Regions from separate parts of the Danio rerio genome. Here region 2 is linked to region 1. Evidence: chromatin contacts called from public HiChIP or PLAC-seq data. All regions are on one chromosome and are shown on one strand. Each heading gives the region's core, a stretch centred on a gene start, on an enhancer-like site or on the middle of the called end of the contact. The rest is flanking DNA. Distances are from core to core; before and after follow the strand shown.

Region 1 (4,919 bases), core at 1,545-4,044:
AAAGTAAGAACTAGCAGGAAGAATAGATAGCATTGAGTGATCAATGTACTTGTACACATACATCTCATCAACGTTGTTGCCCTTATAGAGCCGCATGTCAGTTGAAGAGATGCCTAGTTCTTCCATTGTGGCATTGAAGCCAGCAAATACTTGAAAAAAGCCTTTGCCTGGTTTCAGAGCTTTAAGATATTCCTGGACCTCTGGAGAGGCAGAAAACCGCCACCAAGGTAGGGGGAAAGATTAGATAGATCAAATAAACAGCCCACATGGAAAACTGGTTAGGACCATGTTAAGTTACTGCAGGAGAACTGGTAAACAGATCACATACGGGGATCTGCCTGGATCTCTGGAGTCAGGAGCTTCTGGAAAGTAGTGAACACACCAGCATTTGAAACAACCACTGAAGCTTTGATTTCAATATCTTCATCTCCAGTCTTCACAGCCACACCTGAAGCAGACATGTGCTCATTACATTATACCTCAAGACACTGCAAAAGCAACTGTTCACAGGAGGTGCCAAATCCAGTTCCTGAAGATCTACCTGGCTGCAGAGTTAGCTGGAACCTTAAAGCGTTGGCCTTAAGATTACAAAGTGCTCCTTCAGATCCTACTTCCTCCAGTTACTGATCAGGGTTGGAGGTAAACTCTACAGGAAGGTAGAGCTCCAGGAACAGGATTGGGTATGTCTGACTTGAACAAACCTCACCGTATGCATTTTGTTGCTCATTAACTAGAACTCTAGAAACTGGAGCATTGACCAGGACTTTTCCACCATGTTTCTCCAAAACCTGGATGATATGATACGGGATTTCACTAGCACCACCCTGAGGATAGTACACACCACGCTTTGAGTGGTGTAGGAGGAGGGCATCAATCATGCAGCTGGAGTTTTTGGGTGGGACACCTAGGGGGAGAGAAAAAAAAAAAAAAAAAAAAAAAAAAAAAAAAAAAAAAAGTTTAGTCAGAAGCCTCGACACTGGATGAATCCAGAGTTTGGAATGGTTATTTTACCACAAAATGTTTTTGAGAACACTGTGAGGAGATCCTGGTTGCTGGTAAGAGACTTGACCACCTCTGATGTACTGGTGCGGGAATATTTTAAAATTGGGGAAATAAAGTCAGCAATTCCAGTCCTCAATATGAAGCGAGCAAACCAGAGTGGGACCATCTTCAGCATACAAAGCAGACGGACCTTCTCAGAACAAATCTATTAGGGTAAACAATAGTTTAGATGATAAAGCAAAGGGAACGTTAAGATTTAAAAGGAATAAATAAAACCAAATACCTTCATTATTTTAAAGAATTCCTCTACTGCTTTAGCATCATTGGGGAACTGTTTCTTCAGATGAGCCTCCATCTGCTTTTTACCATTATAGATAGTGTATTCTTTACACTCAGGCCCTTTACCAATAACAACAGTTTCCACATGTGAACCTTGCTCAGCAAAGTGCACTTGGCCATCAGTAATCAAATCCAAAGCAATCTTCAGGAAGCTGTTCTCATGAAGTTGACCAACATAATAGAAGCCTTCAAAAAATAAAAACAAAGCAATCTTAGTCATGTGCGGCAAGACATTCAGCATTCCCATCCATGCAGCTGTAAGGTCTTACCACAGTCAAACTCAAAGCCCTTCTCAGTGAAAGTCTTACAAAGGCCTCCTGCCTGCTTGTCTTGCTCCAGCACTAGGACTTTCTTTCCGAGCCTCGCTAAAACTGCAGCTGCAGTCAGGCCACCAATGCCACTACCAATCACAATGACATCCAAGTTATCGGGTACTTCATTTGAAGCATATTCTATAGGGGAAGACAAAACCAAATTACATTAACTTCAATATCTCTAGCAATGCAATGACTGCTCTCAGAGAACCACTTAAAAGGTTCAAAAGAAACTTACAAATCTTAATTTCAAGGTTTCCACGGTGGGGATTTAGGTTTAAAATCCACAAAAAAAAAAAAAAAAAAAAAAAAAAAAAAAAAAAAAAAAAAAAAAAAAAACACACAAGGCAGGCTCTGAGACTGCTCTTTTAATTGGTTTTACCACATCTGATACATTTTACTAGTTTAGACCAAGTGTGCCCAAACTCAGTCCTCAGTGTCCTGCAGATATTAGCTCCAACTGGCCTTAAAAATCACACCCATACAGATGTTTCTAGAAAGTCTGGTAAGAGCTTGATTAACCAGCCCAGGTGGGTCTTATTGGATTGGAACTACACTTTGCAGGACACCGGCCCTCCAGGAGAGAGTCTGGGCACCCCTGGTTTAAACAATTACCAGAGAAAATTTTAGAGTTATACCATTAGTCAAGTGTTTCATTGATCTGTTCAGCAATGAAACAGACTCCAAAAGTGTACTTAAAAACCATTTACAGGCACCATGATATTTAGCAAGGCACATGTACTTATATTATGCTTTATACTGAAGTACCTATGTTTTTTTTCCTTATATTTGCTGCATTTACATAGTGGAACACTAGGTGCCTCTATTATATCACTAATCTAGAGAGCTCACATACCTTTCTGAAGCACTTTGTCTTTTTTCTCCTGGTCGACTACTAGCGGGCCTTGAGGACTGATGGTACCCTTGCACAGGCCACTTCTCCTGCCAAACAGATACCAGAATGTGCCACGAGCCCAGTCTACAAACCATTCTAAGAACAGCAAAATCCACCACATCTTCAATCACTGGCAGAAAAGACTGTAACTTTGAATTTGAGGAGTGACTGCTAGAAGATTCACTCTTTAAAAGTAGTGTTAAAAGCTTAAGTAGCAGCTCTTTCCAGAGACTGCAACCAACAGCTTTTTATTTGGTGAACGCGTCAAGGCCTTATTTATTAGTCTAAACCGTGGGTGGAGAGAATCAACTTGTTTGTCTGCTATTTGTGTTACTTAATTAAATCAGGTGTGCAGACCGATTGCTTTGCATTAGTTGCTTATAATGAATAACAGCTGTGATGCACAAAATGGAAGCCAGTACAAGAATGTAGGCATTTTTTTGTGTTTATATACATATATACTTATAATATGGGTTAATTAGCTGTTTGTATTGATTTAGTGTATTGAAGGAAGGAGTTGCAGATGGTCAACAATAAACTATAATGCATGTAAACATTTAAGTTGCATATGTGATAAATCAAAGTGTTAGATTTACTTTAACCCTTATGTACTGTTGGGGATGTTTTCATACACTCTTGCGTGATTTTGAGTCTTAATTTAGCCATAACTTTCTCTGTTTCTACAAGCAGAATGTTTTTGGTGACAAATCTTATTTGACATGTATTTTGTGAAACTATACACTCTGGGCAAATTTACTACCCTTTTGTTATGTTCGGGAAAAAAACATCCATTGAATTAAACTGTTGTAAAAATCCATCAGATAAATATTTTTAATTTTAATATTTTGCATAAATCTGTTAATCAACCTCAGTCCTGATCAAAACGACTAAATTGCTTAGAAAAATACAGGATTTTAACTCTTTAACTGTCAAATTCATAAATGATGTCACTGATTTGGTAAAAAAAAAAATGCACAAAATTAAGTACTTTTAATATAAAAAGTAATTGTGGACAGGATTTTTTTTACCTTTTATCAAAGTCTTAGACATGTAAACAGCATTGTCCTTGATGCATTGTTTTTGCTTGTTTTTTAATGTTTTTTCTTCTTAATCAACTGTGGGTGGCTGTTTTTGCTCCGTCGACTTTCATTAAAATCACATTTTTTGATTGCAAAGCTATGACACACTATATAATCATGCATTTTTGATTGTTAGTGGTTTTCCCTGTTGAAAAGAGGTAAAATGTGTCATTTGTGCTGTTGATCATCAGTTGGCACCATTTACCCTTTAGACATGCCTTTGCAAAAAATGCAATTTCTGGATTTTACTGTATATGGAGTATAACAGCAAATTAAAGTGTGTGTCTTTGGGTGTGTGAGTGAGAGTGACCTTTAGGCACTTACCTTGTGATGTGTCTGAGAAAATCTATGCATCTCAGCTCTCAGAACTGCATGGAGTAAACAAAAACAAAGACTGTGTATTTATGCACCATTAAATTTGATTATAATGGAAGTCAATGAGGCAAAAACAGCCACCAGCAGTAAATTAGGGAGAAAAAATGAAAATCTAACAATGCATCAAAGCCAATGTTGTTTCTAATCGTGCACATGTCCAAGACTGTGATAAAAGGGGGGGAAAATCTAGTCCACAATTAATTTTTATATTGAAAATATGTCATTTTGTGTGTGTTTTTTCCCCCACTAAATTAGTGACATCAATTATAAACTTGTCGATTAAAGAGTTAAAATCCTGTAATTTTCTCTGCAATTTAGTAGCTTTGATCAGGACTGAGGTTGATTAAAAGATTTATGCCAAAAAAAAACATTTTTTTATTATTTTATCTGATGCATTTTGAAAGTAGTTTATTTCAGTGGATGTTTTCATCCCCAACATAACAAAAAGATAGTAAATCTGAACAGTACACAAGCCTTCAGTACATTTTAAGACTTGATTGGTTGTAAAATGATAAACAGTCCAGCACCACTGTATTGTTAGAGAACAAAAAGCTTAGTTTGAAAAATAAGTATCATAAAATTTATGAAAAACATTGGATAAACAATTCCTCTGTATGTAGAAAGAATGACTGAGTTAGATAATATACTTATTTTGTGCATTTCATCATGCATATGTGCACATGTGAATGCAGACAATACAATTTACTTGCTGATCTCATGGGAGAGAAAACTGCAAACAAATGGTGTTACACCCCAATAATTTAATAATTGCAATAGTAACTGGATGCAGCCTTTATGGTGCAAGCTGAGACTGCATCACTCAGCGATGCAATGTCAGACATAATGCACTCAAATGGAGCTAGTGACAACTTTGACAGGTAGGGTTAGAGGTGGGGTTAGGTGAGCCCATTAAAA
Region 2 (4,919 bases), core at 1,364-3,863, 230 kb before region 1:
TTTGCTGAAAATTTGCTGAGTACGATGTAAAGAAAAACTCAAACAAAACATTTCAGTATTACAGCATTGCTGAAACACAATATTAAATATCATGGTAAAAAAAACAACTGTAGATTAGTTTAATATTATACATACTATGTATGTTAATTATATAATGCATTAGTGTGCATCATTTATAATTTATAAAAATTGACAATAAAAATAAGCAATACAAATAATAAATGTCTTTTTGTTTTATAAACGGAGCACTTTTAGGTAGACTCGAGCATTTTGTATAGCTAAAAATGCTTCTAAACTAATTACCACTCAGTATTTTATTTACACTGTGAAAGTAATGTGTTGTGGTTTTTCTTTTCCTCACTTGTAATGCCTCTCTGATTGAGAATTGTAAATAAAAAGTTAAACTAAAAAAAAATGCTTCTAAACTAAAAATATATACTAATATTAGTTATGGACAATATATTGTTTCAGCATCGATATCACAATGTGTGCATCCGCAATAGTGTAATTTTTACATTTACATATACAAAACCATAATGCATGCACTGTTTATTTCACTTTTATCTTTGCTTTGTAGTATTTATCCTTGCTTGTAGTTTGTTTATTACATGTTCTGCATTATTCGCTCCCTTACAGAATCATCCCAGTCAATCAAAATACATTCGGTAACACTTTAGGGACCAATTCTCACTATTAACTAGATGCTTATTAGCATGCATATTATTGAGATATTGGCTACTTATAAAGCACATGTTCTGTAGGATCTTGTTCTACATACACAATACCTAAACTACCTCAATAACTATTAATAAGGAGCGAATTAGGATGCTAAGAGTCATTAAAATGAACAACCTTAAAATAAAGTGTGACCAAAAGTTATATCCAAGTATAATTTGCTGAAAATTTGCTGAACATGATGTAAAGAAAAACTCAAAAAAAAAAAACATTTCAGTTTTACAACATTGCTAAAACAAAATAATAAATATCATGGTAAAAAAACAAATACATAATACAATGTAATAATAATGTAATAACAAATACAATAATAAATGTCATTTTGTTTAATCAACAGAGCACTTTTAAGTAGACTCGACGATTGTGTATAGCTAAAAATGCTACTAAACTAAAATATATATACTAATATTAGGGCTGCACAATATATCGTTTCAGCATCGATATCGAAATGTACCGCGATACCGCAAGTTACATCGCAAAAATATGCAATCTTGAGTTGACTTTGCAGTGCGATTTTTACATTTACAAAACCATAATGCATGCACTGTTAACTTCACTCTGATCTTTGATTCTTTGCATTTATCCATGCTTGTAGTTTGTTTATTCCATGTTCAGCATGATTCACTCCCCTACAGAATCATCCCAGTCAATCAGAATAATACATTTGATAGCACTTTAGGGACCAATTCTCACTATTAACTAGTTGCTTATTAGCATGCATATTATTGAGATATTGGCTACTTATAAAGCACATGTTCTGTATGATGGTATTCTACATGCCTAATCCAACCCAATACTTAAACTACCTTAATAACTATTAATAAGGAAAAATATAGGATACTAAGAGCCATTAAAATGAACTGAACCTTAAAATAAAGTGATCAAAAATTATATCCAAGTATAACAAAGTACATATATATTTCAGAAAAAAATAAATATCGCAATGCAAGATTTATCCAATATCGTGCAGCCCTAAATAATACACATAAGATGCATGTATTACATACAACATGTTTGACGTCTGACAGCTGTCATATTGCACTAAACGACAGAGAGCAGCGTTTCTGTAACTCTTTTTGTGTTCACAACCAAAAAAAAGTGAAAGCATGATGGTGTGCAGATGATGACAGGATTATTATCAGTATGAAGCAAACGATCCGCGGAAGGTGCGGAGTCGTGCGTCTTAATGAAGCCGACAAGATGTAGACGAGCACGGGTGAATTCTGCCACGGCTCTTCAATTGAACACTTTTATCATTGGGAAGTTGCGTTATAAAAAGCACTTGACTGAAAACATCGAGTTATTCTCCTTGTTTAAGATCATAAACAAATCCTCAGTGCAAACGACTCGATATGCTTCCTCCTTACAGCCTGGTTGTTTTCTCCATCTATCAGCCCACCGCGCGCGCTTCCATTGTGGACTGTGGAACTGCATTATGACATGCTCGCGTGCCCTGCTTCCCATCTGCAGCGATGCACTGCGTTCATTATTACAGTTTCACACACAGAAAAACACCATAATGTGCACCTTCAAAACAGCGTGGGTGGGTTAACATCTACTGTAAAGCATCCCCGCTTCTATCCCTGTCAAATAACACCACGAACAACTTACGTCAAGGATGTGAGAGAAGAAAAAAGCCCGTTTACGTTACATAAACACAGCGGGAACACGCGCAAAATATCCCGCGTCTAAAAATATCACGAGTAGAGAGATCCGTCAGTACTCACGCGTGTGCACGCGGCGATCGGCACCTCAATACAGATTCAAAGGACTCCCGTCCGCCATTGGAATAAAGTTGAGAGCCCACCTCTAATCTCGATGATGTTCCCGGGAATGGAGTGGATCTGTTTGATCACACGAGCGGCCTAGAATACTCTCGCGGGGTCGCCCGTCGGTAGCGCGCAACGTGGTTGCCGAAACACGCTGCAATTGGCTGTGCGCGCGTAATCACCGCCCACTTTCTGTCAGTCAGGGAAGGAGGCTGACCGCCAGCGACGGATCTGATTGGCCGAACACGTTAAAGCGAAACAGATTGGCTGTAAACACAACGGATGATTACATTTGTAAGATAAAAAAATGCTAATTTGTTGTGTTTAATTAATTATATCTGTAAACGACAGAGTGATGATGATCAGTTGGCTTGGCTGCAGCTATTGCAGGGTTGCAGTCTAATGAAATATTTATGCTAGTTTTATGCTGAGTTTCCTCACTGTCTGACTAAATGCATTTGATTCTTAATGACAGACAGGATTTGACTTGACTTTGGGTTTTAAAATTAAACTTTCTAACCTTAAATTATGTTCATCCTGTATTGTAGGATGTATATATATATATATATATATATATATATATATATATATATATATATATATATATATATATATATATATATATATATATATATATATATATATAATTATTTATTTATTTAAATTTTTTTATTTTTTTATTAATTGTTGACAAAACATACAGGCTGAAAAAAACTATATAACAGGCCCGTAGCCAGGGGGGTTCGATTGGTTCAAAAGACCCACCCCTCACTTAAAATTGTCCAGAATTTGTTTCATCTAAGAGCTCCTTTGTCCTTTTTCGACTGCTATGCCTTCATAAAAACTAAAAAATAATCCATCGAAAACCCTTCTAAGTAAAATTCATTTAAATACAATTGTTTTTACCCATGAATTTTCAATTGTATTTTTTTTACAAGAGAGACTATAAAAATTGTGAAGCTCTACCTTATTGTTATTATAATTTTTTTAATCATTATTATTTATTATTTTTAATAAAATGGACCAATTCTGACTGGGGACAGTTGAATGTGCTGGCCAGTTTATTTATAATTTGCCTAATAAATGACAATTGGCTTGTTTTTAATTTAAAACAGATTCTTTTTTTCTAGTGATATAGGATTTAATACATTTGTATTTTAAAAATAAGATTATTTTTATATTTTTTTATTCTAAATCTAGGAAATATGTTTTGGTACAACAAAAAGAGCTGTTATGATGACCATCCGACAAGCTAATCCAGCTAAAAATAGTGCTTAAAATATATATTTAAATCTCATAATTAAATAGAAAATGAGGTGTAAAACTGCAACAACAAAAAAAGCCCACTTATTGAGAAAAAAGAACCAATCCCTTTCACTAAGCTGGCTACGGACCTGTATAATGAAATATATCAAGTCAAATAACATCACCCCCCTGCCCTGCGGTCTCTTGAAACTGGGGTATCCAATGAATAGTAGTTAACAGAAAAACAAAAACAAAGTAACATTATTATAAAAAGTAAGGCAATCATTCTAGATCCTGATCATTGTTTTTTTTTTAAATCCTGATCATTGTTTTGTACAATTCGCTTGTTAAGTGTGACGTCACACGGAGCGGCTTCCGGGTCCAAGCGCTCTATTCAACTGAATGGGGAGATTCATGAAATGGTAATAATAAACGTTTACAAAGCGATTTAATACTTTCGAAAGTCACGATCGCAATATATATGTCCATGCCTAATATCCGATGGCCAGAAAGTGATTAATTTTTTTATAAATTGTTAACATTTTGGTATTTGTTATGCAGCAAGCCCAGAGATTGTTGTGTACACTATGACTTTATGTAAAATTAACTTTAATGTGTGATAGGAATAAAAAGTGATCATAAACGAATGATTTCTCCACTCAAGTGAATGGCGGCTTGGACCTGGAAACACTATTACATACGTCACAAACACGTCACCACTTAACAAGCGGATAAACATGGAGCTTTTGTCAGCAGCTGAAGTCCAGATCTTTAATGTACTCATTTGTACCAAGTTCACTCGAGCTGTGGATAATTCCAACATTATAATGTCCTGAAGTTGTACCAACCACTTGTACATGTCCAAATTATGTGGAGGCAGCCAATGTTGGGCTAGTAGTTTTTTTGCAGAAGCCAGCCCAACAGCTTTTTGTAGATGAGGTTCAACGTAGAATCATAGCTCAGTAATAAAATGGAAGGGTTCACTGGTGTAGGATTTTCAATATGTTTAGATAAGATTGTTGTCAATAGATTTGAAATGGTCAATCGCAATTGCAAAGCCGCTTGGTTTAATAGGGTATATGCAGAGCTAGTGTTTCTTCCCATGCTGATAAACTTCCGGTGAATGGTTAATGTGAGTTTTTTTTCCATTTTATAAGGTTTCTTTTGCAG

The links. HiChIP or PLAC-seq counts read pairs in DNA pulled down with a chosen protein or histone mark.
Region 2: a contact with region 1 is called in an H3K4me3 HiChIP or PLAC-seq map of embryo, with 4 times the contacts expected there. The contact joins the promoter of adarb1b here to the promoter of retsatl in region 1. A contact is called at or near these places in 1 of 18 Hi-C or Micro-C datasets (caudal fin) and 1 of 4 datasets of contacts at active chromatin or transcription factors (embryo).

Annotation. Positions count from the first base shown.
Region 1 is chr9:46,792,596-46,797,514 of GRCz12tu, reverse strand. retsatl (retinol saturase (all-trans-retinol 13,14-reductase) like) reads right to left here and starts at 2,794. Exons shown (of 11, transcript NM_001040004.2): 1 at 2,512-2,794; 2 at 1,611-1,793; 3 at 1,286-1,527; 4 at 1,012-1,207; 5 at 707-904; 6 at 329-448; 7 at 62-200. The coding sequence starts at 2,671.
Region 2 is chr9:47,026,171-47,031,089 of GRCz12tu, reverse strand. adarb1b (adenosine deaminase RNA specific B1b) reads right to left here and starts at 2,613. Exons shown (of 12, transcript XM_682018.11): 1 at 2,463-2,613.